Linked DNA regions of Mus musculus: all the other regions are linked to region 4. The links are chromatin contacts, called in public Hi-C and promoter capture Hi-C maps. All regions are on one chromosome and are shown on one strand. The core of a region is the stretch at or near the end of the contact, and the rest is flanking DNA. Distances in the headings are between cores, read along the strand shown. Region 1 overlaps Gm31026 (predicted gene, 31026). Region 2 has its middle 64 kb from the start of Gm31026. Region 3 has its middle 100 kb from the start of Gm31026. Region 4 holds the start of Trpc4 (transient receptor potential cation channel, subfamily C, member 4).

The links. Promoter capture Hi-C pulls out the DNA fragments that hold promoters and counts their contacts. Hi-C and Micro-C count contacts between places; a contact is called where the count stands out from the background.
Region 1: a contact with region 4 is called in a Hi-C map of cortical neurons, with 4 times the contacts expected there. The contact joins the enhancer-like site here to the promoter of Trpc4 in region 4. A contact is called at or near these places in 2 of 39 promoter capture datasets (embryonic stem cells and hippocampal neurons), 1 of 15 datasets of contacts at CTCF or cohesin (large pre-B cells), 4 of 484 Hi-C or Micro-C datasets (cerebral cortex, cortical neurons and embryonic stem cells), 2 of 115 datasets of contacts at active chromatin or transcription factors (SST interneurons and forebrain) and 1 of 9 other capture datasets (pancreatic islet).
Region 2: a contact with region 4 is called in a promoter capture Hi-C map of hippocampal neurons, with 6 times the contacts expected there. The contact joins the enhancer-like site here to the promoter of Trpc4 in region 4. A contact is called at or near these places in 1 of 39 promoter capture datasets (hippocampal neurons), 2 of 15 datasets of contacts at CTCF or cohesin (large pre-B cells and pro-B cells), 7 of 484 Hi-C or Micro-C datasets (cerebral cortex, cortical neurons, embryonic stem cells and 3 more), 5 of 115 datasets of contacts at active chromatin or transcription factors (the 230-238 cell line, embryonic forebrain, forebrain and 2 more) and 3 of 9 other capture datasets (adipose tissue, embryonic stem cells and pancreatic islet).
Region 3: a contact with region 4 is called in a Hi-C map of uterus. The contact joins the enhancer-like site here to the promoter of Trpc4 in region 4. A contact is called at or near these places in 1 of 39 promoter capture datasets (hippocampal neurons), 6 of 484 Hi-C or Micro-C datasets (cerebral cortex, cortical neurons, uterus and 1 more), 3 of 115 datasets of contacts at active chromatin or transcription factors (forebrain, large pre-B cells and neural progenitor cells) and 3 of 9 other capture datasets (adipose tissue, embryonic stem cells and pancreatic islet).

The regions. Positions count from the first base shown.
Region 1 is chr3:53,930,349-53,937,715 of GRCm38.p6, forward strand. The region is part of intron 2 of Gm31026 (predicted gene, 31026); the gene reads left to right. Among named protein-coding and RNA genes, the nearest start is that of Gm31026, 9.2 kb to the left of the region's middle. Within about 2 kb of position 1,588, at least 7 of the 459 cell types and tissues checked have an H3K27ac peak or open chromatin away from gene starts, as enhancers often do. A contact at or near this core is called in SST interneurons and cortical neurons, where this site is marked.
Region 2 is chr3:53,985,293-53,992,342 of GRCm38.p6, forward strand. No RefSeq gene overlaps it. Among named protein-coding and RNA genes, the nearest start is that of Gm31026, 64 kb to the left of the region's middle. Within about 2 kb of position 3,794, at least 22 of the 459 cell types and tissues checked have an H3K27ac peak or open chromatin away from gene starts, as enhancers often do. A contact at or near this core is called in cortical neurons, hippocampal neurons and pro-B cells, where this site is marked.
Region 3 is chr3:54,023,607-54,031,135 of GRCm38.p6, forward strand. It overlaps the pseudogene Gm18018. Among named protein-coding and RNA genes, the nearest start is that of Gm31026, 100 kb to the left of the region's middle. Within about 2 kb of position 3,950, at least 9 of the 459 cell types and tissues checked have an H3K27ac peak or open chromatin away from gene starts, as enhancers often do. A contact at or near this core is called in adipose tissue, hippocampal neurons and uterus, where this site is marked.
Region 4 is chr3:54,151,821-54,158,887 of GRCm38.p6, forward strand. It overlaps Trpc4 (transient receptor potential cation channel, subfamily C, member 4), which reads left to right and starts at 4,237. Exons shown (of 11, transcript NM_016984.3): 1 at 4,237-4,439.

The DNA.
Region 1 (7,367 bases), core at 338-2,837, 220 kb before region 4:
TTGCAAGATAACTCCAGGCTCTGATAGCATTCTCAAGGAATCACTCTTAAGTAATAGAGGGAACAGAAATCAGGAAGGCAGAGTCTGGGGTGGCATATTAGATGAGGCAGCCAAGAAAGGAGAAGAGTCAAGTACCTTTTAGTCATGGCAGGAAGGTGATGTGTCAGGGATTCCACTTTAGTCAGGGCAGTCAGGGAATGTGAAGAGTCCGGGCTGCCATTTTTAGCTATGGCAGTCAAAGTCCGTGAACAGTTGAGGGTGCCATTTTAGCTATGGTAGGAAGGAATTGGAGGTGCCATTTTAGCCAAGGCAGCTAGGGAAGTAGAAGAGTCAGGAGGCATTTTACTCTTGGCACTCTGGGAGGTTCTTTCAAAGTAGCTGAGAAGGCCCGCAGGCATATGAATTATCTGACCCGGCAGCCATTTCAATTTCAGAGAGCAAAGGATGTTCTGAAGGAAAAAAAACTATCCTAAAAGGCTCTACAGTAAGGCAGTTCAAAAATGGGGGAGGAGCCAGAGGCGTCTTCAAGGAGTCTGATACCTTGAAAGCTCTGGTAGAGATGAAGTAGCTTTCTATTTTACACCTCTATGTTAGTTTTCTGAGGTGCTGGCAATCAAATCCAGGCAATTTCATCCTGCTAGGCAAGCTTTGACAACAGAAGCATATCCCCCAACCATAGATTAAAGTATCTCATCCTACAAGTGACAGGTAACTGTGTGGAGAGCTTAGAGCTGAGATGTGCTTGAAGGCATGTGGTTTCTAAGTGGTGAGCATCTTCTGGGAGTTGTGTGGGGTACACTGGAGTGGAGGTAATGCAATGTTAGCTTGGATCAGCATTGTCACATTGGATAGAATCCCAGGATTCTTCATATATGGTGCTTGAGACATTATCATAAAGGAATGATTCTGTAGGTTAATCCCCTCTGCCCTGTCCTCCCCCCACTTCCCACATAGCTGAATGGAGGTGTTTTTATCGAGCTAGAAAACATGGTTTGAGAAATGTGTTCACATGGAGAGGTGATGGAAATTCTGCATTTACATATGTCTCTCCAGCCTCTTTAGGGTTAAGTAGGATACTTGGGGCTGGCATTCTTAGGATAGTGGTGGAGGTAGAGTTGTGCACGTAGGTGGGTGAGCAGGAAGTGTGAGCATGAGGAAGGTGCTCTGGGTACAGTCACTGAATGCAGAGGAGGCAGAATTGAAAACCCCCAACCTGAAATGTCAGTAAAGGAGATGAGACCAAGAAGAAATGATGGGAGTTGGGAAAGAAATGGTATGTTTAGAAGTCAAGTGAAAAACCAGTGTCTTCTGCAAGCCAAAGCAAAAGTGTTTTCCTTGCACTCAAATACACTCAAATAGCTAACTCTACAACCGACTGATAGAAAATGAGGAATGTTTAAATGAATTAATTTGGCACTACCAGTGCCTCTTAAGTCTAGAAAACAAAGGTACAAAATGAGACAATTTCTAAAGCTGTTTAAAGCATCAGTTCTTTAAACATTATCTGAGTGAAAGGAGCGGGTAAGTGTAGCCAACTGCATCCACTGGAAGAAGCAGAAATAGATGTGGTATTTTAGGAAAGGGGATGACAGGGACGTTTATTGTCGAGTCATGAATGTTTTCAGTAATTAGGGAAAGTGTGGGCGCTGCTCGGGAGAGTTAAGGGAGTTGATGAAGCGACTCACAGGAGAGTGAAGAAAACAGCAGATCTGTAGAGGATAGGAAGCACTGATGTGATGTGAAGACCCCTGGACTCACTGTTGCAGTGATTTCAGAGTTGTGTGTTTGTCTGAAAGCAGCAAACCCACATTCATGTCTCCTCAGCATCAGGAGGCTGTGCCTTCCCTATGGGCTCACTAGAGGCACCATCTACCATGCTGCCTCTCCTGTGAGCTCCCCCTTTCACTTGGCCGTTCTAAAACTATCAAGTATTCTGTTTTCTTCCCAGCATTGATCCATGTTCATGTTCAAAATCAGAGTAACCAGGAGCTAATAATGAAACAAACTAAAATTAAGCCACGCCGGCCTTAAAGGTCACCTAAATGCCAGGAAAACACATTACTAAAGCATATAAGTCATGTGTAAATCAGACAGATGTTTGGTGACCCAACACACGGCTGTTCAATAACCAATGTTGTGTACAACAAAGTCAACTCTGAAGGGGTTTTGCCTAAGGCATCTCACTTATAACCTTTTTTTCTAAATTTCAACATTCCCTCATAATTAAATAATGAAATCACTTTTAAGTTCCTGTGATAAATGTGCTTATATGATATTGCTTGAGGTAGTTTAGGAACGGCTAGCACCCTTGCATGCTTCCATTAGATGATCTTATAGAGCTCTTCTCCCTTCCTCTCTCTTAACAACGTACCCCACATTCTAACAGCATTTTGATGGTAATGTGAGAATGACTTGTTAATTGATCCTAATTATTGGCAGATATTTATGATTTAACAATGAACACCTCTGCATCATTTTTTTCCTGCAATCCTCAAATCTAAGTTTGCTTTCCTCATGTATTCAGTGACCTGAGCCTCATTTCCCTTTTCACTTGGGGTTTGAGAGGCTGAGTTAAACTAACCCCAACATTTAGCATCTCCCACTCAATTTCCATCCCAGACCCCCTTAACAACAGGAGGGGCCTAGGGAGTCCTCCCTACTTTCTTGAATATCATCAATAAAGTTCCCTAGACACCCCCCACCACCACCAAATGACCATAGAATGAAGTGAAACAATAGTTTTAAGTGTTGCTGATTTAAAACAGTACCCATTTATCTCACGTGTCTGAAGATTGGCAGTTGGAACTGAGCATGACTAGATGTTTCAGTTCTTGCTCTCTCTTGGGTCTATGCTGTGTTTATAGTTAAACGCCATGCTGGATAAGCTGGGACACTGGGGCTTGCTCTGCACATTCGTTGATCTTCTAGGAAGTTAGCCCATCCTGGTTCATCGGCAGGAAAGGAGTTCTGCAAGTGATGAGAGAGGAAGTTTCAAGACATTTTCAGTCAGAGATGAAAATATTGAAAAAAGGGCATTTGCTTTCTCCTTTCCTTGATAGCTGACAGAATCTGGTGGCTTTGTACACATTTCTTTAACAGCAAGTTCTTTGAGGTTTCCAGAGTCTCCATAAAGGGGACAGCCAGCATCCCCCTTTTTGTGTTCCTGTGACTCAGTTTATTGCTGCAGACTGGCTGTTTCTGATGCATGAGAAGTGGCTGGGTATGTGTCACTGTGCAGAAAACTGCCTGTGATTGCCGTGCTAGGATCATGATTGATGATGATAATGTGTGTGTGTGTCTGTCTGTCCATCTGTCTGTCTGTCTGTCTGTCTGTCTGTCTGTCTCTCTCTCTCTCTCTCTCTCTCTCTCTCTCTCTCTCTCTCTCTCTCTCTCTGTGTGTGTGTGTAGTGCTCCCACTAGACTCTTAGTTGTTGAGGGGACAAACATAGGAAATATGGCCTTACTCATCATTATATCTTTGTTCCTAGTATAGGCACATGGAGATGCCTTTAAACAGACTCTTTAATTAGATCTGCCAATATAAAACATAGAATGTTGATTTTTCTACAGAGTAGCACATGATCATCAATGCAATCACTGAATCGAAGGACGTTTCCCAGAGCTGAATAAGGTTCTAGGTATCTCCAGTTCCACTCTCAGGACAATGTAACTCTGTATAGGTAGTACAGTGCTCTAATAAACTGTGCTTTCCCCATCCCAAAGCAGAGCACATCTGTCTTCAGGTTGAGCACATCTGTCTTCACGTCCTAGCTCCTTTCAAACTTGTAGAACTAACTATGCAGACCTGACCCTCACAGTGACTAAACTGTAAAGCATTATCAACAAAATTTTGTGGGAGCAGGGATCTCAATATCTTTACTTCTACAGCTCAACATCTGGAATGGCATATGGATGATGCATTTGCCAATTAAAATATACTTGAAACAAATGAGGGAATTAATAATTCATAGCCAATGTATGGGCTGAAATATTTCTACGTGGCAGTTCAGCAGTTAGAGGTAGAGAGCTGTCTGATTCTACCTATCCTTGGGTCACTGACTTAAAAGGAAGATGAATTTTATAGTCAGGTTAATAGTAAGTTGCCATAGAAAACAAAAGATGTGGAGGACAGGCTAAATATCAGATATTCCAAATTTCGGTTGCAGACTTCTGTGCTTTCTGTTTCAGACTGTATAATTTTTACAGATGTTCACGTTGAAGCCTAGAAGTGTTTCAACATGTATACACAAGCCTGGTCTAGCTCACCCTGAGTTCATTCCTTCCCTGTAATGATAGGGATTTCATAGACGGCAGGCTAGATGCGTCCTACACTTTACACAGCAGAGTCTTAGAAAGTGTATAATTAGTTTGTAAGTACTTTTCTCTCCATTACTCTTTTTAGTTTCACAGCAGAAGCTAGCACTGCAATTTTAGGCTTTCTGTTGCATATTTACTCAGTTCTGGAGGGAAGCTTTATGAACTATTTAATTTTCCCCCATTATTTGTAAAGGAAAGACAAGTTTGCCAAAATATGTAGTATAATGCTTAATATATCTTAGACAAGTTATTACTTCATGTTACTTTAAGAACAACGTGTCTTAATTCTCTAAAAGTTTATTAGATACAATCTTTCATTTATAATTTACTCCAAAATAACAAAAAATATGTTTCTTGCCATGGTCTAAGTTAATAGGAGTAGTTATTTTATTAATAATGTGAATTTTTACAGGAGAGTTTGTAACAGATTATTTTGCTGCTTAAGATCTGTAGTGCTTAAGAAACTTTTTGCCAATGGGCTAGCTTTTTTCCCTTTTAAGTGTTTTCAACACAATTAATTATTTTCTCTTGATTTCTTTTTTTATTAACTATTTTCATTTTACGTACATTGATGATTTGACTGCATGTATATGTGCATGAGGGTGTTGGATCCCCTGGAACAGGATTTATACACAGTTGTGAGCTGCCATGTGGGTGCCAGGAACTGAACATCTAGAAGAGCAACCAGTTTTTTTGTTTTGTTTTTTGTTTTGGTTGGTTTTTTTTTTTATTTATTTATTATTATAAATAAGTATGCTGTAGTTATCTTCAGATGCACCAGAAGAGGGTGTCAGATTTCATTACAGGTGGTTGTGAGCCACCATGTGGTTGCTGGGATTTGAACTCAGGACCTTCGGAAGAGCAGTCAGTGCTCTTACACGCTGAGCCATCCCATCAGCCCTCTGGATTTCTTTTTAATTTCCATAATTTAGCGATTTGGAGTTGAAGGCGAAGACTGAAGATCAGTTTTGTGTATGACCCAGGCCAAAATTGTTACTTTTACTAACCTTTTGCTATGAAGATCCGAGAGAGAGTTACAGCTAAAAAACATCACTAAACCCAGTGGAGGGATCCCTTACTCACAGCTGGATGAGCATTTAGCTGTCTGCACGTTACTGGCATAGCCTTGCTATCCTTCTCTTGGTGCAGAGTCCTCTGTGCTCTGTTCTTTCAAAATCTGTATCTTGAAAAATACTTCTCAATGCGACATATAGGTTGTCCTGTATGTCTCTAGCTAAAGGTGTGCACTGTTTACTTTTAAGCAGTGTCATTATATTCATTTTCAGTAACAAGGAAATGATAGCTATCCCTTTGTACTGCATTAAAAAAACAGGCTGCTTCCTTAGTTGTTTTATACAAAGTTATAATGCATTTTAGTGGAGACTCTTGTTTTACACACACACACACACACACACACACACTCACACACAGTTCTATTAGCATTCTGGACTTAAAGTGACAAAATATATCCTTAACAAGTTGTGATGTCATCAAATATCGTCATCTTTGAGCAAGTCTTTTTCCATGATTGTTGCTGGTTTAGAGGAATACTCTTGATTCCTACATAAAAGTTTTATTTTCTAACAAAATCAAGTCTAGGAAAACCACATACTATATTCAGTTAAAAATTCTGAGTATTTTTCTCTTGCATTTTTTGAGATCCTTTGGCTGTTAGGTCCTGTCATTTTGAAATAAGGATATATTGCTCTTTCCCTTTCAAATTTTAAAAATACTTATTTTAAACTTCACTTAATATGGCAGCCAGGAATTTTCAAGGCCAGCTTAAAATCAGGACTGTGATAAACACCTGGCTTTAAGACTGTGCTTTTTGCATTTTAAAAACAATGTAGTTTTATGGTTTGTTAGGAAATATTTTCTAAATCACAAATGAGTAATGGTTGCTGTCAAATTGTTTTCTGCATTGATTAAAAAATATGTGGTGGTTTTTCTCTCTGCTAATCTTTTGTGTTCATTTTAATATTGGAATATTTAAAATTGCACACAATACTGAATATGTACAGAAAAAAGACAATAGTTATCTATACTTACACTTGATAGAGTACATTTCTGTGTTTTTCCCACACAATACATATTCTTCCAACAATGCCTACTGTAGACATCATAGACAAGCGCCTCAAACTTACCTGAATCCTGACAATATCACGGATCAAGGGGTAGAGTCCCAAAGACAGCATTCTCTAGTTTCTCATAACACATTTACTATTTCTCCCATAATGCCATTAAATTTTTCATCATCTTGATTGGTCTTTAAGCAGTTATTGTAAAATCCAAATCTGCTAAATCAAATGTCAATCAATTATGGCTTTAACGTTACAACTTCATAATTTCTGTGACATTACGATCTTTTCTCTTAGAATATTTGGGCTGTGTTTGTTAGCTACTTGACAATGTGAATAAGAATTTTAGAGCATTGTTTTCATGTGTGCTTGTTTCTACCAGACATATTCTTTACCATGCTCAGTTTTATTCTTGTTACTACAGCTCAGCAGTGGGCCTGAGCCTTGTTTTTTTAATCTTTACCAACTGCCTTCAGGTAAAATTATACTATAGACTGCCAAGTAGCCTCATCCTAAAAGGGCTTTCATGCATACCCTTCTGGGCTTCTTATTCCTCATACAGGTGAGTATTTGCCTTTGAACATACTATGATATACATGTCTCCATTCTTACCTCCACTATGACACAATAACAGATCTAACAGGAAATCTAGAAAGAAAAGTGTTCCCCAGAGCCTCTTAGTCAACGAAGGCATTCTTACTATCCACAAACACCACAGTTGTCACCACAGGTGCTGGATATGTTCACATGCATTCTCTGACATGTGTAATACATGTAATACATGTGTAATACAGGCCTCATCCCCAGCCAAGGAGCTGTTTGCAGTTGATGGCTCCTGGGACCAAAGTGGCTTGCCTGTGTTCCAGTGGGTAGTGTTCTATTTCCATGAGCAGGAAGGCAGCACTAGTTAGATCTACTAAAAAACAGGACTATAGGAGGGAAGCTTGGGAGGGAGGCATCTAGGGGGAGTTG
Region 2 (7,050 bases), core at 2,544-5,043, 170 kb before region 4:
ACTGTATAGATTTTGCAGACACAATGGTAGTCTGCCTTCAGATTTTACCCACACTTGATGGCTTAGCACTTACACTGCTGGAAGTTTCTATGCATGCTGCCAGGGGATCAAAGTAATGAACAGGCCTACAAAGCCGTGAACCTTGGCGTATAAAATAGCAAATAGCTTGGCAACATATCACACTGGAGCACTAGTGGCAAGAATGCTATGTTTGTAACCAAATACTTTCTAATCGATCTTAAAGCCCACTGATACAATTAGCTAGGCCAAAGGTCATAGACCCCAGTGGAAAACATATTGTATTAAATAGAGCTGCCTATAAGTTTTTACCTATAGATTACTATAGGTAATGCCTATAGATTACTCCATCTCTCCACACTCATCAGAGAGCTTCCTTTCACAGCAGATAGCTATTACTATAGAAACCCATGTAAGTCAGTCTGCAGAAAATAAGAGAATGTGGATTTTTCAGCTCTGAATATGACTCTTGCATCGTACACGTTTCTTCCGAGGCTCAGGGAGCATCATGGGAGAGAATGTTGTGGAAAGATTGCAGGTGCTAGAGGTTGAGGTCACCTGCCGAGAAGCAGTGTGTGCTGACTATGACAGGGTCAGTGCCCACATGAGCTCACTGCAGCTGTGGCTGCATGCACAAGACCTGCATAAGCTCAAGCCAGACACAGTCTCATCATAGGTTGAGGAAGGGCTTTTGAAGCCCCACCCCTAGGTGAGGAGCTGTTGTTGACTGATGGCTGGTGGGAGAGCAAGAATCTGTTTTCTTTAGCAATGTGGCTCCCTAGAGGTTTTCTACACTCATGCAGATGGCCCTACATCCATTCACATACAGAGAGCATTAAGTGGACTGAACACACACACACACATACACACACACACACATGGGGGGGGCGGAGAAAGAAATGAAGTTGGGGGAAAGTGGTGGGAAATAGGAAAAGAATGGAAGGAAGGAGAGGGAAAGGGGGTAGACTTAATAAAAATGTCACAGTAGGCATGTATGAAATTATCAATTAAAAATTTTAATACATAAAAATGTATGCATACTTTCCTCTTGCTCTTACAATAGTCAATTTACTGTGGAAATTCATCTACTTTGTTTAGTTTTGGAGATGCTGGGGATTGAACTCAGGGCCTTGTGTGTGCTTGGCAAGCACTCTGCAATTGATCTATGCATCCAGCTTCACTTGGTAATTTTAACTAGCCATCCATGCCAAAGTTCCTCATACTGAACGTTGGTGTGTGTATGTGGGTGGGGGGGAGTGGGGACCTGACATCTGAGGTTCCTGAAATTCAGCCACCCTCAGTAGTTTTCATTTGTCTATGCTGACAACCAAGGCAGCCTGACTGTAAACTGCTTGTGAAAATGACATGATCAGACCTGAACAAGTAAGCAACTGCAGACTATAATCACAACTGGCTCATATTCAATCATATGGAGTGAGTTAGGAGTGTTGTATCTTTAGTTCCCACTGTGGATCCAAGATTGCATGCAGATAATAAAAAGTCATATAGATGACTTTATTATCTACATACGGTCTTGGAATATATGAAAGTCAAGGCAAAATTAGGGGACAAAGGAGATGAACAGAGGGACAAAGTGGGATAAGCAAAGGACAATGGGGATGCAGGGAGGATGCACAACTTAGAAGAGGTGCTTACATAGAAACTTGATAAATAATTGAAGAGACTGTTTGGATAGAATAATATTTTCTCTGACTGGATGGTTTCCTATACCATAAGCAATTTCTTTGCCTAAAGCTGGCCTATCAGGCTGAGTTGAGTATCTGAATTTTCTCAAAGGTATCTTAGTATCATCTCCCCGCAGTATTTCCTTTTCTCTTCATGCCTATCCCTATCTCTACAGTACAGTCTATAAGCTTACAAATACTCTGAGAATACTGTGCTCACCAAAGCCAGGATCTATGCAAATCCATACAACAGGCATTTCCATGCCTCTTGACGTCTTTTGCTTTGCAATATGTGTTGAATACGCAACCAGTACTTGCTGAATGGAAAACAAAATAGGGCACATATTATTTTTTAGTAGCTACAAAATGAACCAAATCTACTATGAAATAAGTAAAACCAATGGCCATTTTTGACAATTCATCTTGAATAGTAGCTATTTCTGGTGTAAAACTGTCTGTCAAGTCTATGGGAATTGGCACACTTTGGTGGAGGAGAAAGGAGAAAGAAGGGTGAATTGTTCTGGGGGAAAACCACAAATCACCGTGTGCTTCTAATACCATTGAGTCATCCTGTATTAATCATCACCACAGAAAAATCTGTTATGTCTAAGAAGACTGACACGTTCCTTGGATAGCCAGCTGCTGTTAGTATGAAGGTAACATTAACCATCATAGGGAGTGACAACAAATGACATTTAAGAATCAAATGCCTGTGACTCAAGGATGAGCTAAAACCAATGATGAAAACATGGAAGGCGCTGCTCCCGAGACCTTCTTCCAACTCTTCCCCATTTCATTTGATGGATCTCAGGTCAGCACCTAATCCTCAGCTTCTGAGACTCTTGGGATTGCCCTGCCCCAGTTCCAGTGCAGAGACAAGGAAAGCTTTAAATGACTACTGCCTGGCTTCAACGAATACCCTTCCCTTCTTTTAGAATGGGACGCAAATGCTTTTCTCTGCTGAAGTCTTCCACAGTGGACTTCTTGCTTCTGGTTTCTGTTTTTATGACATCTGATTCATCCTAAGCACTCCCTACCTCTGTCTCAATCACAATATGCAATTACTTCTGGGGGCTGTGTTTACTGAAAACTCACAGGCTAAAATAGAAATGAACGGTAATATTCACAATGGGAACAATTCAACGGAGCTGCTGTTCCTGTTTCCCCACTCTCTGCTCCATGGCAAGGCTGCCATTCATTCTCATTTTTTTTAAAGTAAGCACTTGATCTGCCAACAGATCATTTTAATTATTAATTGCATTAATTGGGTATAATAAGTTAACAATCGCATGGAAAGCAGAACAGAAAAATAAACTTCCTAGGTCCTTGCAAGGAATCGGCCTTGACGAGAGCCAGCATCGCTCCAGGTATGTGCCAGTTCCTAGCACATGGAGCTTTAGGAAGGATGCCAGGTGACCAAGGCAACAAGCTCACCCTACAAGCGTCACTACTGACATTTGGGGCAAGAGGACACTGAGACTATGGATGGCCAATAGAGTTGGGCAGCTGGTACCTGGCAGAGCCTAGACTCCTATCCACTGTTGTCTACTCAGGCTGAAAACGTTCCTTGCCTTTCAAAACATTTTATTCCTCACAAAGTGTGATATTTTAATCTGCACAATAACTGTGAAGATGTAATTGAGGCTTTTCGAAGGAAGAGAATTAAAAATTAAGCCTTTTCATTTTGTTTTCGGCTACAAATGTCAGGCTCAGATGTTTCTCACTGTATATCTTCTTGCCAAATATCTTAGAACTTGTAGCAATTATTTTCTTCACTGAAGAGACTAAATTTCTCCATTTGGTAATTTTTTTTCCCATCTCATTTTGTTTCTGGTTTACACTTTCATGGAAATGCCTTTAATTCAAAAACAAATATGGTATAAACCTGAATTATAGTTGTCAGCCTACTTCCTTTACAGCCTGTCACAGTTCCAAACCGTGGCTTGCTTTCAGTTCTCTTTCCTCTCTCTTTCCAGTCTAGATGGAGGAGTATGGGCTGTCAGGCCGAGTCAACAGAGCTTTCACGTACATTCACCATGCTACAACTCTTTGAAAAATCCCAACACGAAGACACCACGACGGGTAAATACCCCATGTTCCGCACAGAAGACAGATCTCAGCGCCAGCTCGAAGCATTTGTTCTTTCTATAAATACTTACATTCATCTAAATTTTAAAAAGAAACATGCAAATTAATGCAATAACTCTTGTCTTTTAGGCAGATATTTTCAAATGTGCTGTTACACTCTCGTCTCTTCCATGCCATAAATAAATGTCAGCCCTGAGAAACATGGGTCAGACTGAGGTCCCTGACCTACCAAGTACAGCTCCAGGTGATCTTTAGATGGACGCACGTGTAGCCACTTAAGTCTGATAAGCGCTGTAAGCTGAGATAGTAGAGGAGAGCAGGACCATCGTTAAAAACACTGGTATTTTGAGACAATAAATTGTATAATCTGAAATGTATTATCAGAATCTCCCAAGTGAAAAGAAATTGAGAACAATCTGACCTGCCACTGTTTATCTTTCATAACCAATCTTTTCACAGACAAAAAATATGATGCTTGGGAAAGAGAAGTGTGATTCCTACCCACTGTGGGGGACAGGGTTTTCCTAGCCAAGATTAGACCAGTGCAAGAGGAAGACCCTGTTGTGTTGTCGGTATGAATTTCAAGAAATTAATTAAAATTACAATTAGATTTAAATTAAAATGTAAGAATAATTACAGTATTAAATTACAGTATAATTGTAGCAATTGTGTATTGTTTCTGTTCCCTTCGTTTTAAGTGCTAGGTAAAATAATATAACACAAACTTGAAGTCACAGGTGATCTGACATTTAGGTCTAAGCAATTGTCCTTTGATGAGGACACATCTGCAAGGGCAGAGGATGGGTGGAGGGTCCTTTAGGCTGATATACACAGAGTTCAAGTCCAAGGCAGTTCTATCTTGGCCTCTATTCCCAGTGCTATGTGGACTCCAGTGTAGGCTGGAGAGCAGAGAGTGGCTTGCTATGACCGAGACTAAAAGTATCCTTCCACTATGTTAGGGGGGCTCAGGGACACTGGTCAGGAGGTCAGGAAATGTCCTCCTAATGACAGCTAAATAAGGGCTGGGCCAGGAGGAGAGCAGCAGAAACAAAACAAAATATATGCAATATCTTATTTTAAAATAAAACCAAATTCATCAACCATCCAAAAACATGTTTTCAGCTTACTTCATCTCATTAGCCAGTTATCTTTCTGTCATTCTGAGCCATTGTGAAGTATGGTCTCTACCTTGCTCTTATTTTTCACCCAGGAGTGATTCTCCACCCCTGCCTCATATTGTTCCCAAGTGTACAAGTCTCTTGGGATTGGACTCAGCTTGGTTAATCCTCATTTGCAGTCTGCTAGACTAAATAACCCCCTTTAAGTTACCATTATTTATGACATTTTGTTCCACTACTTAGACTGTAAAAACTGCAGTTCAAACTAATTTGTGTGAATTCTCAGGAGACATACTTACACTCCCTCCCTTTGTTGCTTTCTCTAAATTTTGCCCTTCTAAATCATGCGGGACTTTTAACAGCGCTGGCTCCTCTTCATCATCAAACTAACTGCCTCTCGAAGCTTGACACATTCCTGTGGCTGTGCCTTTTACCTGTGTGATGACTCAAATCTAATCCAAGATTTCTCTGAATCAAGACATACGTATCTACAGTTGGCACCTAGTAACTGATGTTTTGAGACAATCCAAAGAGGGTTATCCAAGATGGAGTCATTGTCTCCCTGGCCTCACTCTTCCTGACTGAAAGAAACCCTGTCAACTTTTATATTGTCTCAGAAGATTGCTCCACAACCCTCTGCTGCACAAATTTCAATGTCCTATTATTTCTGCCTCTATCACTTAGTAAATTCTCCCCTTGAGTTTACATTTCCACTGTTAGCTGTGGGCTTCTTGTCTTTAAGATTTTGTTGCAGTGGGATTATAAATTCAGTGATAAACAAGGCCTTGGTGTCTTGGGAGAAAGGGCAGTGAGACCGCACAGAGGAGACATTGAGCTCCTGACAGTGTCTGCCTGCTCCACTGGGCAGTCTCCAGGTCATGAAGTAAGGGCAAAGATTCCAGCACAGTTTGATGGTCTTCCTGAGCTAAAGTGGAGCAGAGGTCACACAGGACCAGAGGGACTTGGACAAAGGAGCATTACCAAGACCCATGGAGAACACCAAGGCCGATCTTCAAGGTTTAAGTGGAGTCATGAACAGCACAGGTTTGTGAGAACATTCTTTTGTTCAAGGAAAGAACAATCCAATAGATTAGGGAGAACAGCATTTATTATTTACACCGGACACAGTAATACATAATCATTCCAGACAAATGGAGAAACCTAATTATCTATGAGGCAATGGGTCAAGTACACAGAGAACCTTTCTTGCTTCAGAAATGGGGAATAATTAGAATTAGATCAAGCCCTGCTTCAAAGAATGACAGGTACCTTAACTGCACTGTAGACCACAGCTCAGTAATGTTTAGAGATATGCACAATGACTAGTGCCCAGGAAAGAAGCAGGTATCCCATAATATATCAGGTATGCAATGAATCAGAAAACTGTGATTCATTATGAGAAGGCAAATCAACTGAACTCAGACTAGCACGTAAAAACAATCATTATGATTGTTCTACATGTTTGGAAAGGAAAGTGATGAGATTATGTGAGGGGAAGGGGACACTGTCAATAACTTTCTGTAGAGAGGGTGTGTCTGTTAGACTGTGGGTAACAGCATCAAGCAGTACACTTTAAACATACACAGCTTAGTTTAAGTTAACTTTATTTTATGGGCTAGAGTTTTTAAAATGTAATTTCCACAAGGAAACTCAGAAGGATAAAGAGGAAGAGAAGGAGGAGAAGAAGGAGAAGGAGAAGGAGGAGGAGGAGGAGGAGGAGGAGGAGGAGGAGGAGGAGGAGGAAGAGGAGAAAAAGGAGAAGAAAGGGGAAGAGGAGGAGGAGGAGGAGGAGAAGGAGGAGGAGAAGGAGGAGGAGGAAGAAGAGGATGAAAAGTAGGAGGAGGAAGAGGAAGAGAAGGAGGAAGGGGTAGAGGAGAAGTTAAACATGAACAATTATTGACTGATTTTCTTGGCAATGGGGAATAACTTGGCCTGATCAGGTGGGGTGGGTTGTGGCTGGAGTTAAGCTAGACACAAAGCATGTCAAGACCAAGCCCAGAGCCCCACCTTGGGAGGTCCCTCTCTGTTGGTGCCCCAGAGATGTTTCCCAAATGACTTGGAATGTAGTGCCCCAGGCCTCAAAGAAAAGAGGTAGATGATGGTGCTCATGGTCATCCCCTCCTGGGAGCCATGTAGAAGTC
Region 3 (7,529 bases), core at 2,700-5,199, 130 kb before region 4:
TACATTTGGATGGATGGAAGGATGGATAGGGTAGGGCCCTCCAAAGCTGCCCCATCCTTATTTCTTTTCTCTGGCCTTTTTATACCCTCTAGACAATTGTTCTTTACAAAATTATCTCATTGATAAATAGTTACACAAAATGGGAGTTATGACATTGATATTAAGTTCAAAGCAGTGTTTAATTCTGTAAGCGCATTATAAGTTCAAAGCAACAGTTTCATCTGGTCTTGCCTTATCATAGTGCATACCTGTAGTTTCATCCTTGCACCAACATGCTTTTCCTTGAATATAAATGTTCCCTTTTTTGTATGACTATGAAAACTCATTTTATTTCTTATTATGTAGCCTTTACTTATTATGAGGAAGGGATACATTATATTCTTGATTTTTAACTTTATTATATATTTCTAGCAAACAACTAAAGCCATCTCTTAAAACTTTCTTCCTAAGATTATTTAAATCAAATCAGGAACTCTATAAAATCATTAATTTATCTAAACAGCATTAATTCATGAAAGGTCACCCTTATGTTGATCGGCAGGATATCTGCTTAATAGGGTTGGGATCTTGCCTCTCAGAGCTCACTCATCTTAGTCCATACAAAAGGGTGGGCCACCTCCAGGAAGGCTACTTTCTAGACTTGCCCTTTCTTAGATGGCTCCTGACAGGTACAGTAAGTGACTTGCATATCTTGGTAGTAACCAACACCTCTCTCATTGGACTCAGACAAGAGGGAAACCATGCCTGGCATTGAAAAACCTAGCCAACTACCCAGGGCAAGTGAAGTCAAGAATCTCTTCACATTAGTGAATTATATATTTAAAGAACCATGCTTACAATAGAGCTATTATGAGTCATGTCCACTATGTATGTTTATATATCTATAAAAACACTTCAAGAGAGGGATTCACTGTTGAATGTATAATAAAACAGCTCTTCAGGACACAAGAAACTTCTTTACAGACTTACCTTATTCATCTGGTGTGAATTTCACCATGGATGTTAATTTGAATAGACTGCATAGGGAGAGATGGGGCAACTCTACTCTATAAGGTGGCCTAAGCTAGAACAAATGCGGGCTTTGGATACTCCCACTGCTGGAGTAAGCATACTTCTGCAACAGGTTCTACTACCTGTGGATACAATATATTTCTTATGAGGCTACCTTCAGTTTAGTATTACAAAGCTCCAAGCCACTGTGAAAGTCAATTAAGAATAATACATGTAGACTGTCAGACTGTGCTTTTGTTATCTCACCCCGTGCCTGTCAGCTATCACCATGACTGAGGCAAATCAGCTTATAGAGAGAGAAGGTTATGCCCAGTCATCAAGTCGGAGGTTTCAGCCTGAAAGTATCTCAGCCTGTTGCTTTGTAGCTGTGATGATAGAGAATATTGTCCTGACTTCATTCTGTTGCTGTGCTAAGACACTCTGACAAGAAGCGACTTGGGGGAGGAAAGGGTTCATTTGATTTACATTTTCAGGACATACTTCTTCATATATATGAAGTCAGGGCAGGAACTCAAACAGAAACCAGGAACTAAGAGGCAGAAATGGAAGCAGAGACCATGGAGAAATATTGCTTACTGTCTTACTCTCGGGTTCCATTACTGCCAGGCTAATGCTTTTCTAGTTTGTTTTTTTTTTTTCCTTTTTTAATATAGCCCAGGGCCAACTGCCTAAGAACAATACCACCCACAGTAAATGGAAGAAGGGAGGAAGGGGCCGGGGGAGAAGAGAAGGCACGGAATAGAATCATGCTCCCACAATCCTTTTCCAGGGCACAAACATGATGACCTCAGCTTCCCTTGATTTTACCCCTTAAAGCTTCTTCAGTCTCCAGTAGCACTGCCAGGCTGGGGTGGGACTTTCAGCACAGGGGCCTTTGGGAGATAAAGGTTGAATATATAGAACATTCCTAGGTTTTTTTTCATCCTAACTCTGTGATTACATGGATTCTTTTCCTATTTCTAGAATATTTCATCTTAAAATTTTCTTTGAAAATAGACTCAAGTACTTTCTGGAATGAGTCACGATAGGCTCCGGTAAACAAGTGAATACTCCTGGGACAACTTTGGGTGCAGACTGGAAACTGAAGAGGAGAGACTGGAAAGGTCTGGAAAGAGCGAGAAGACAGTTTGTAGCCCAGCCCTGCCTCCACACAGGCACGAGAATCTCCTTCTCTCTGTGAAGTCTCTCATTCACCAGAAAACTGAATTATATTGATATTTAACACAATCTGAATGCGCTATGATTTTTCTGTCCATATTCAAATGAACCTAATACCGCACTCGGTTTTAGCTTTTGCAGATTGCGATTGGCTCATGGGTGTTGACAGGCATGCTTGTGGGTGCATATTATTAGCTTTTGATAAAAATGACATTTCATCTGTAGGCAGAGAAACAAATTTTGAATTTTATGCATGAGAAGATTGATAGCTGGCACAATTATTAATTTCTGCAGGCTTCCTGTTAGTGTCATAAGATTTGAAGAAAAAAGCCACTCTAATAAAAGAAGACTCTACCTTCTCAGTTAATTTTGGAGAACGAAACACTTTAAGCAAGTCTAATTTGATAGGCCTCGCACCCTCATGGGATAGCAATTAACATGCGCAGGTATGGAAGATGCTGGGGTAATTGGTGTGGGTTGTATTCCATCTGTGCTTTGATAACCACTTGGGGATGTACACAGTAGCCGAAGCCTTGACTTCCTGCTGCAGAATGGGCATGCCTGTTTTCTCCGTAGGATGCTATTTTGGATCCAATGAAATAGTAGACATACGATTGTCGGTGTGGATCTAATTTGGCAAAAGCAAAAACTTCTGAAGCTCTTTACCTCTGTATCTCACCACCACGTATTGCAGAGCACACTGTCAGCTTGGCTAAACGGAGTGAAGTGAGGTTACCTCTTCCCCAGTTCCACCAGGCAGCTGGACTCCCCCCAGTGTTTCCCAAGGGAGCAAGCTCAGGTTAGTGTTCTACTTGCAAACAGCCCTGAGAGGACAAAACATCTAAGTCATCATTAGCCTTCAAGGCAAAAGTATTTGTGCTACAAAATTATAAATGGAAAAAGGCTCCATTTTCTCCACAACTTAAGTACAGGAAAACCATTTTCCTGAGCATCTCACACACGGGAAATGTATCGAAAATAATTACCCAATCTCCAGATTTCATATTGTAAAAGAAATAATAGACAATTCTTATGAATTCAGCATAAGGAAAAGTGGGTGAGAGAAGATCTTTATGAAATATCTGTGGGTCTGCATGCTCTAAGGAACGCTTACCAAGCAGTAGGTTGCCCTTGTCTTAGTGTCAAAGTGCTGGTGTCAGAATGCCTGTGAAAACCATAAGCACGTCATGGCCATGCATTTCAGGGCAAAAACTGTACCTACACAAAAATTTAGGCTTGTGGATTCATTCTTTCTAGAAAGGATTGAATTTAAACTTCTTGTGAGAAAATTGAGGTTGATGTAGTATTTTTCTTCTAACAGGCAAGAACACAAACAAAAGCTTTATGAAATCAATGTCTCTTACGTCTGTCTACAAACACAGTATAAAACTACCTCATAAAGGGTGAATGTGTTTGTCCTGCATCAGGGGCAGGGAAAAAACCTGAGAAAAAGGTGGGATTTGTGGTAAAAATAAAGCATCTTTCTGTAAATATAAAGGAGTATGCTAAATGTGTTGCCTTCTTTACTTCTGGAATAGAGGACAAATGCAGGACAGGACTGACCTGTGAGCCTGGTTTAATCATAGCCATTACTAGCAGTATACACAATTACATGTGCAAAGTTATTCTTGGAAAATATACCCTTTTTTGAAGCTCACAAAGGCCAACATGAACATCCCAAAGAGGTTGGTAGTGTTCAGTGAGTGCCTTCTACTTGCTGGTGTTGTGGGAGTCATGACTGCATCTCACCAGACATGAGGCTCTAGTATCAGCTGTTTCAGACTCTGGAGTGCCTGGAGTGTGACCTCATCTGTTTCCACCGAGAGTGACTGCAGTTCTTCCCTCCCCCAGGCCCTGTGCCACAACAAGAACTACTGCTTGTTCACTCCTGGACCTTACATCTGCCCCGACCCCAACATTTTAATACCCCATGCTGCCCGCGCCTTCACCCACAGAGTTATTAACTACTTGGATCCTGACCTATGATTTTCTTCTAAGACAACATTTCTGAGCCCGTTTTCTCTATCAGTTTTTAAAGACTTGGGAAGACAGCATCTTTTTATCTCTGTGATATCTTTGGGACCCACTTGGTTAAGCAATCCAAACACAGGAAGACATGTTACAGAGTATTCCCATTTTATAGTCTATGATCTGTACTTGATTTAATGAAAAGGCGTGTTTATTATTTTAATGAGCTTCTCTCGGTGCCAACTGTCACCCAGAGGATGAGAGAGGAGGAAATGTGGGTAGGAGGTGATGGGGCTTTCTTGCTCAACAATACTTTCCATCTGCTTTCTGAACAATTTTCTTCAGAGGGATTGTAGAAGGCAGGAAAGAGCTGGCGAGTTTGCTCCTGGGAGACGACAGGATGCTATCAATCTCATCCAGATGTGGCACCTTCGATGATCTGTTCTGTGACTGGACTGGGAATGCAAGCAGGGCCAGCTATCCCTGGAGGGTTCAGAAATACTGTAGACTTAAAAATTTTGCTGGAGTGGCTGAAGCTCCCCCCCCCCCGTTTATTTTTGTCATTTGTGTGACCAGGTAGAAGAGCATGTTGTGTGATTTACTTCACCCATTTCACGTGAAGAGTTCCTGCATTTATCCGATATTTCCTATTAAATACAATCTAGAGCTGTTGGAGTAGGGAGATATCCTGGTGACTGAAGACTGCTGCAAAGGCATGAAGACCGAGTATGGATCCCAGCACTCATGTGAAAATCAGTGTGTGGTGGCTCATTTCTGTACCCCAGTGTTGGGGTGCAAGTTGGGGAGGGCAGACACAAACAGATCTCAGGTGTTCACTGACCAGATGGTTAAGACAGCATTTAGTGAGAGACCCTGTCTCAAACAAATGTAGAGAGTGATGAGGAAGACATCTAGTGTTGACCTCTGGTGTCAACACCTGTACATATGTGTATGCTCACATGCATACACCAGCACACACATGCATTTAACACATCCATACACATAAAGTAAGATATAATAATATACACTCTTCTCTAGGCTGTTCTTGGAACATTAGGAGAACAAGAATGAAGATGGCAAACCCATGTCCCCTTCCCATTAACTTAATGTTCTAGGGGAACACTCTATATAGGAGACTATAGGAGAGTCTCAGCTAAGAGTTCAGATCCATGGGTCATAGGCTGGATTCGTGACATCATCCCTGTAAGGTCATGCAAGACTGTGATATTTCAACATACTGAAGCGAAGAGAATTGTGGTATTAATCAGCTCAGATCTTTTGCACAGAGGTGTAACTTGGAAGCAATCAGGTGAGATGTTCATGTAGCACCCAATGATATTGCTTGTCTGAAATGCACTGTGCTTGGCGTACAGCCACAGGCATAAATTCTTTATGGTCATTCTGATTTTGTCACTGGCCCTTAGCTATATAAACTGAGTTCAAAGCAAACAGCTGAGCCCTCTTCTGCTCCTGCATTTAAGATGGGCCTCTGGGTGTCAGCCCTGCTTACTTCAATATCGGAAATAACGTATGGTGCAGAAGTAAAACCCTTGAGACAGGTGACCCAAGTTGGACCTCAACCAATCCCTCCTGAGAATTTTGTCCTTAAATGACTTAAGGCCAATCCACCTCAGCTTTCTTATTTGAAAGATCTATTAACATGAAGATTGGGTGATCTAAAGCTCATAAAAGGTGTTCTATCACACAATGATTGACTTCTCAGTATTAACTTTCCTAATAGTTTCTTCAGCTAAAGTATAGTGATTGTATATTTCACTTGTTTTCGTCTGCAAAAACAGTTTGGAGTGAGTGAGAGAGCTCCAGGTGGACATAGCAAGCCCCTGAATACAGCTTGACATCCCAAAATATGGTAACAATATTAAGGTATAGAACTCGACCTGAGGCCCATGTTTGCGCTTATTGACCAAATGATTTTTTGCCAAGGTACAACCACAATGAGGATGTGAGAGATTGAAGATAGTGAACTAGATGGTTTGGGGGGGGGTAACCTTTACTCCTGGGCCACCAGTAGCATGGTAGTTAGTTCTGATATTCGGTCTGTAGTATTTTTTAGGAATAAAGAATGTGGTACAGGAGGAGAGCTAGCTCTTCTTATGAGCACCTGAGGTGACCTGTGAAGATGGTTAGCTACTCTCATGGCCCAGAAAAGCCTAAAAAATTCATGCAAATCAAGAAATTCAAATCTTCCTTGTTTGCTTTAAGCACACCCATAACACCTATGGGTACACATATCAGAAAAGTCACCCAAAATCCGAAGGATGCCAGTTTAAAGACGCCATGTGTGTGTGTTCCTGGTCCCAGAGTATAATGATGAATGTACTAGGAACTCCCAGGCCAGAGTGGGGCGGATTGTAGGGTCAGCGGCCCAAAGTGCAGGCTGAATTTTTCCTGCACTCACTTAAAAATGCAGAAAGTATTGCTGAACTTAATGGCTTAGATGTAGAATCTCTAATCACTAACACATCCAGTAATCAAATCACCTGAGATGAGCCTACAAGTTATAGAGCTCATGGTTGATTAACCTGTACATGGGTTCCTCGGACACTCTTGGACCATCCTCACTGAAAAGGAACAAATTGTTCCAAAACTAGAAGAGGTAGTGGTCCAGAACAAAAATATATCCCTGAAGAAATGAAACCTTATGGCACTAAAAAATGCAGCTAAATATTAAAAAAAAAATTTTTTAAGCTACAGGACTAGAACTGTTTGCTCTGCCCTGTGATAGAAGCTTCTCTTAGAGTATGCATGATGAGTGGCTCTTAATATATAAATCTGCCCTGTACTTTAAGAATAAGAGATGCTAATGTGACCAAGCTAGACTGTGAGTGGCACACATCCTGCATGCAGTGGTGGGTGGGCCCTCTGTCTACAGTTTTAGGTTAAGCTTTTATCTGCTTCTCTTTCCCAGACTCCTCCATCCCTATCGTGCACTTCATAGTAGAAACAAGGGCAGTGTGAGAAATCCGAAGGCCTTTCATTGTTTTGTTTTGTTTTTATAGTTCTTGCTTCAATCATTTATTAGTAATACGAGCTTAAAGGAATTACTAATTTTCAGAAGGTCTTGGTTTTATCATCACATTATAAAGCCAACATTCAGTGCAGGCTATCAGCTCACATAGTCAGCATAGTCCTGGTACTCAGAAGGCAACAGCAGAAGGGTCCTGACTTTAAAGCCAGAGTGGAACTCATGGTTAGACCCTGTCTTAAAATCTAAGGTCACATGGCCATGGGTTTACTTTACCAGGTGATGGGGGCATTTAACTGTTTATTTTTTCTCTGTTATCTAAATGGTCCAGAATACACGAAGTGCTTGAACTATGGTCACTTCTCTTATCAGTACATTTTTCCTTTTACGATTGTCATTTTCTTTA
Region 4 (7,067 bases), core at 2,987-5,486:
TGGGGATTTTGCCATTACAACAAAGCTAGTCCAGACCAGTGCATCTCCACACTGTCTGTGGAGGAGAGTAATCCTGCCCTTAGGGGGAAAGTCCAGATTCCTTATTAAAAACAGTGCATCCATCTCTATTAGTATACACCCAACATCCTCAGAAATCTCTCCCTCTGATCCTTCTGTAGTCTATTACACACTACCAGCCTGGGTCTCGGCAGATGTTGTAATCTCTAGACCATAGATAAGCAGGAGTTTGTGGGAAGAACAGATGATAAAGGTGAACTGTAGGTCATCATGTACCTCCAGGGTGGAGTGGAGACCAGTGGTGATGAGGAACTTGCACGAACTTGCACTTGAAGTAGAATCCTTGCTTTATAACTGTATTTATTTATTTTATGTATGTGAGTACACTGTCGCTGTCTTCAGACATACCAGAAGAGGTCATTGGATCCCAATACAGATGGTTGTGAGTCACCAGGTGGTTTCTGGGAATTGAACTCAGAACCTCTGGAAGAGCAGTCAGTGCTCTTAACTGCTGAGCCATCTGCTCTCCAGCACTGAGATAGAATTCTTTAATGTACCACAGGGGATGAATCATAAGGCTGGGCTGGGCTGGTAAACAATTGTTTCCATAGAGGGTCTGCAGAGCCGCATTCAAATAAATATGTATAGGAAAGCATTCATATGTTAATGTATTAAGAGCTCTCACTGTGGAGCAGAGGAATAGCACAAAACTTCATTGTTTAAAATGAGTCCAAATTCACAAACATAAACAAAGGATGAAATATTAAAATATAATTCTCCTTTTTGATAATCAATGTATCAAATAGAAATGCATCCGCTCACCCCGAATAAGAAATTTATGAAAGTAAATGAAAAGCAACAGTGAACCTAGGAGTAAGTACAGGTTCTGTGGTGACTGTTCCTTAAGTTCCCCAAACAAGCTTTCTTTAAGATGTTCCTGCATGTTGACTCATGGCCTCCTTAGTAAAAATGTACCTGACAAATAAATTTAGATACACACACACACACACACACACACACACACACACACACACACACACAGGTTTGGTTCCCAGCACCCATGCGGTGGCTCACAACTGTCTGCAACTCCAGTTCCAGGAGATTCCATGCTCTGCTGTCACCTTCTCAGGAAGTTCTGGAGACTCACATGGTATACATATGTACACATAGGCAAATGTCAATTTAAACGCAATAAATTTAAATAAACGAATTGTCAAATATCAAATATCATGACAGTGTTTTCTCATAAGGAATAAAAGTTTCAAAACAAATAGCAATTCTATGACTTAAAAATCTTCATAGAATTGTGTGATGATTTAGAAAAATCATTTTTGGAAAATTATATATATATAATATGGAGAATATATATATATATATATATATATATATATATATATATATGGAGAGAAGTCTACTATACATGCATGGTAGGTAATGGTGCATATGTGTGTGTATGTGTATATATATATATATATATATATATATATATATATATATAGTGTGAGAGAGAGAGAGAGAGAGAGAGAGAGAGAGAGACAGTAATGGCATTCTTCATGAATGCCTCACTATCACAGAAAACCATGACAATGGTCCTTGGCAGAAGTGAGTTTTCCATATCTCTGTGCCTGTAACGTTGTCTCTTTCTTCTTCAGTTTTCAAAGAAAGAACTATACACATTGTAGCTCCTGAAGAGAAAACAGAAACTTTAGAGGTTAAAAATTCCTTTCCTCAAACAACAGTGATCCCAACTTCATGATCTGTTTGAAGTGTGAATAGGCACTAGATGTAACTGCCTTACCGCTGCCATTCCTTGGTTTACTTCCTGTTGCTAATTTCAAGGCAACAGTAACTTCTTCTTTCCTTGAATCAGACACAAACCTAAACTCCAAATAAACAAATCTGCTTGAGTGTAGATTCCTTTGGCCCCACTGACCTGCAGCTTAAGGACTTACAGGTTTCTTCTCACCAGACTGTTTAAATGCCTTACCTTTTTTTTTTTTTTTTTTTTTGTATAATTACCAATCATTTCATGTATCACAAGCACAGCTACGGCAATCCAGACTTGCACACGCTGCTGCTGAGGAGGGTTTGTGGTCCATTGCTCTTCCTTCCAAGGGAACACAGGCTGCTAGGAGCAAACGCCGATGATGCTGGTGTGCGTTTTGTGGTCCTCAAGGTTTTGCTTTTGCTTTCCTTTTTTTTTTTTTTTTTTTTTCTATTTTGTTTTTATTGTGGACTCACATCCACCTTTCTTATGGGAAGAATAACAAATTAGGGAAGACTAGAAAAAATATCTGTCTCTGATATCATGATAAAAAATGGTATCTGCTATGAAGAAGTAAGAGCCCTAAGAGAGCTGTGTGGATGATCTCAAGTGTTGAGTTCCTTTTCAAGCATCCTTAAACCTGTCTTAAGGACCTACACTCATGACAGCCTGTATTTTAGCAGAAACACTTCTTCAACCAATGTCTGCTCCAGGTTTGGTTTTTATACATTTACTGATCATTAAGAAAAACAGGTTTTGTGAAATTTTTTTTTAAAGAAGTAGTTTCAGTTGTACCACGCCAAACAGATGTCGATGTGTGTTTTTCTTCTTTTCTTCTTCAGTAGAAAGTAGGTTTAGATTTATTGTAAAGTTCATCTCCATGTCTACCGAGTGATGTGTTTTGCATATTTTATAAAATCCAGTGTTTAATGCTAAGACAAGAAAACTACCTTTGAAAGATGTTGACACACATTTATGGAGATCTGTAGAGGGATTCGGGGTAGGGATGGAGTTCTTCTGTTGCTCATCCAGTTTTCTGGTACAGGTTTGTTTGGTGTACTGTAAAGGCCTCGGTATTTTGTGGGACGGACTGTGGGCTGTGCTCTCTCAAAATCACTCTAGGGGTCATGCTGACCTATGAGAGGAGCAGTTAGCTCAGGAGAAAGAAAACTTGACAACTACAAACAGCATTTTGAAAAGAACAACAAAACAAAACCTTCACTCCAAAGAGTACACTCCAAAGTCAACAAAGCCTCCTTACTCTGCAATTACCCTTAAAAAACAAAAACAAAAAAACGAAACGGAAAAAAAAAAAAACCCACCTCACTCATCTGACGTTCAGAAACGCAGAGTGAGCCTGAGTCTATTAAATCTTGCTGCTGGGATGCTTACAGGCGATGGGGGGAGCTCACAACCGCCTGTGCTCTGAAAAAGAAACCCGAGAAGTGAAGGTAGGAGGGGGCTGAAGCCTTTTGGCAAACGCACTGCTAAGTTTGTCCCTTGGTCTTGAGATCACGAACAATAAAGGTGTGGCAAGTTACATGAACTTTTCCACCTCTGTACTTGGATCTTATTTTTGTGTATGAATACTACACCAAGAGATAAGCTGTATCTGGAAGCTCAAGATTAGAGTTAGAGATGCTGAGTCCGGTGGCAGACACCGTCGTTCACCAACATGCCCACCTGCAGCCACCAGGACCTCCAGCTCCTACGCTGGCCCATAATTTGGGATTAAATACGTGGGAATCTTGATTGCCAGTTGTTTAGAGGGAGCCAGGTAGGAGTGGATGGGATGCTGGGGGCTTATCATTTATTTATTGCCACTGTCTGGATTGTTGATGGTAGTGGCAAGCACATCCCTGCACTAGCAAGGCAAGTGTGACACCTTGAGGACAGGGAAGGGGGTGCCAGGAGTCCAGGGCGGCTACAAGAGTTGCCAGGGCTGGGTAGGGGGAGAGACAATTTGTTCCAATCCTTTGACCAGCTGCTTAGTATGGTTGGAGCAGGGCTTTCCAGGGTTGGGTTCGGTTGACAAGTGAAGTTTTGCATTTCTCCTGGGCTACACCAAGCCCTGATCTGTGTATGCCAAACACCCAAGACCTCCGGGTCTGTCCTGACCACCACTTAGCTGAGTGACAAGCAGACATATGGCGAGCCACCCTGCTTGCTGACTGACCTGGAGAGATGCTCCCGGGTGGCGCGTTGAGGTGTTTGTGGGTCCTTTATACCCGCTCCTAGGGAGGTGCGTGGGATGCGCATCCATTCGGGCAGACCCAGGATGGGTGGGGGCGGTCCTCCAGGCTGCTCTTTGGCCACCTTGGGAACGCAACTTTTCCGGGGGTATAGGTGGGGAGAGCATCAGTGCCTGGTGGGCGAGGCTGTCGTCCTGGGCACCCCGCCCCCTCCTGGGCTGCCCCTCCCCCGCGCCCCTGCTCTGGCTCTCCAGCATCCTCACTCCGCCCAGTTCTGTGCCAGCTGCGTGGGCTCTGGTTTCGTGCGGGTTTTTTTCCCCCTTGGAATGCTCCAAAAAACTCGGTAGCGACTACGGAAACCCCATCGGAACTGACCAGCTGCGCTAGCACCAGGCACAGCACTGGTGCTGCGCGCTCGCCGAGCCCACCTCGGTCACTTCAACCACCAGATTGCAACTTTGCGGGTAAGAGAGGGTGCAGGCTCCGCGCTCCAGACGCGGGCCTCACATCTGGGATACTGATTAAGTTTCCTAAGCCGACTGGGAAGCAGGCTCCCTGCTAGGAGGCGGGTATCCCTGGGGGCTTACGCGAGTCACCAGGGTGCAGCAGCTTTTTAAGGTTCTTCTTCTTTTTAAAAAGGTTGCTTTTTTAAGGTTCGGGGAAAGATTTTCGCGAAGCTTTCTTTGGATGACCTGGGATAAGGGGGAGTTTGGGGGTGCTTCCAGGCTCTCTCTGTATCGCGTTGTGAGGCAGGGGTGAGGACGAAGAGCGAACCCCCGGTGTGATTTACATGGTAAACAAAGGATCAGCCCTTATCCCCGCGGTGCTGGGGAGCTCGGTGCTTGTGTACAACCTCCCGTGCGCGTTTGGACGTTTGGAGAGGATGGAAATGACATGGTCCTTGGGCACGTAAGGTGAGCTCTATGACTCTCCAACGAGCTGAGGGCACGAAGGGAGGACAGCGACCGCTGTTCAGTGGGTTCATTCCCCTCTGCGTCATTTTCCTCTGTCAAGCAGCAAAAGCACTTTTAAGCTTGTGGTTGGACCAGGTTTGGGGGTTCCTAGTTCGCTTGGCAACTGAGATTCCAGCTGAACCAGTGACTCTGCTTGCTACTTGAGTAGATAGCTTGAATCCATGGCGCAACTTGTTGTTTCCAGCTGCGAACTGCCTTTTGTGACTCCAGAGAGAGACAGAGAAAGATAGAGACATGAGGGTGGAGGTGAGCTGGGCAGAGGGACCAAAGACCATGTGTCCAGTGTTCTCCAGCCACTGTGGTGTATCCCTGCCCACTGCGGTTTTTCCCAGGGGAGCATTATCATTAAATACCGCTGGCTGCTATAAAAGGTTATCAAGTTACTTACGGAGGGAGTAAGCTACTAAGCCAAACGAGTGGGAAGAGAGAGAAAACGCTGTCACTGTGCCTTTAAAATGAAATCTTCGAACAGATTTGTAAAACTGTGATAAAATAAACCACCGAGGTTCATAGGCTCGCTGGCTTTTCTCTCGTAGTCATCACAATGCAAAGTACTTAAAAATTCTTTAGGAAGAATAAAAGATTTAGCAGAGGATTTTTTTTTAAAGACTCAGACACCGAGAGTAGGAGTTGGCGGTTATGTTAACGGTGTTACGATTTGCTATTTAAAGTTATATTTGTAACGCCTACTTCTGTTCATCTGGACAGTAAACCAGGAAACATCCAGCTCTTAAGAGAAACAAAGTAGTAAGATATAGGGGTAATCCTGTCCGAAACTCAGAATTAGGATCAAAATTGAATTTAACGTGGGTAAAGTGAATGAAGGTCTTTACAATCTCTGCAAATCAATGCTGTGGTTAACCAGGATCAATCAGTCAGCCCGGGCAAGGTAAATGGGCATCAAAGGATATATGAATAACTTGGATTAAAAAGGGTAGCAAGGAGAGGGAGGGAGAGTGCATGTGCACGGTTTCAGAGAAAGACTGCAAGGAGCAGCTTTGCCTTGCCTGAACTTTGATCTGAATCTTTACACTGACTGGTGGGAGGAGGAGGAAGGATAGACTTAAGCCAAGAAAGGCAAAGGGGCCAAAAACCTACAGGTTGGTGAAAGAGAGACATCAGAGTTGCCCATGGTCCTCTGAGGGGATATATCACGAGGAAAAGATTTGCAAGTGTGAACTTAGAAAAGTTTATCAGTGTGATCTGGAAGGAGCATTCATCAGAAGCATCAGGTATCAAAGCTGGACAGGAAACAAACATCTCTTAGCTGAAGCTGCCACGCATTGATAGCTTTTGTAAGAATCTCTGATCTTAAGAAATGAAGCACATCTCAGTTTTCTTCTTTTCAGTCATTCTCAGAGATATGAGAGGGACTAGATTTATAAGGCTTCCATGTTTTAAATAATCTTATATTATTCATATTTGTGTTGCATTTATTTCTAGACAGCCAAGATGAAAAGAGCCGACGGGATGTGTAAAGTGGCTGTTTCAAAGAACCAAACAGTCTCGGGATAGATAGCTTTTCACAGAGTAGAACCTGAATCAGTTCATATTTTATAGAGGCTTGGAACCATGAAAACTGTCCGCCTATCCTTTCTGTTTAGTGGACCTTTGAAGGTCATTCTTGTTTAGTGTATGTGCTTCAAACTCCAAGAACCGCATCTAACCAAAGAGCTAAAAACCTGTCTGGTTAAGCATCCACACCCAGAGGACAGAAACGCATCATGGTTCATAACCTATTGTGTCATTTCATGCTATAATGGATATATAAGGCCAATGGGCTGTTTTTCAGTGCTCTGTGATCCTGTCTACTGGTATTTGCCTGAAGTACATGGCACTAAAACCTGACTTGCAGTAACTGGCCTTAAAAATCATTGTTCCTGAACTGAAGATGATAAGCAGAAACTACACACACACACACATGTTGCATTTTGATACCATCATTTTTTATGATACAAAATAATAAACCTTTCTGCTCATCCAGGCATCCTCTTACTATATTTTAAACCCGAGTCAATGAAGAGCTACAGTCTCTGTAATAGTCTCTGCTTGTTATTTCTCTGATTAAAATAAAACCTCCAAGTATGCTTTTGGATATATTCTGCTCTTATTCCCACA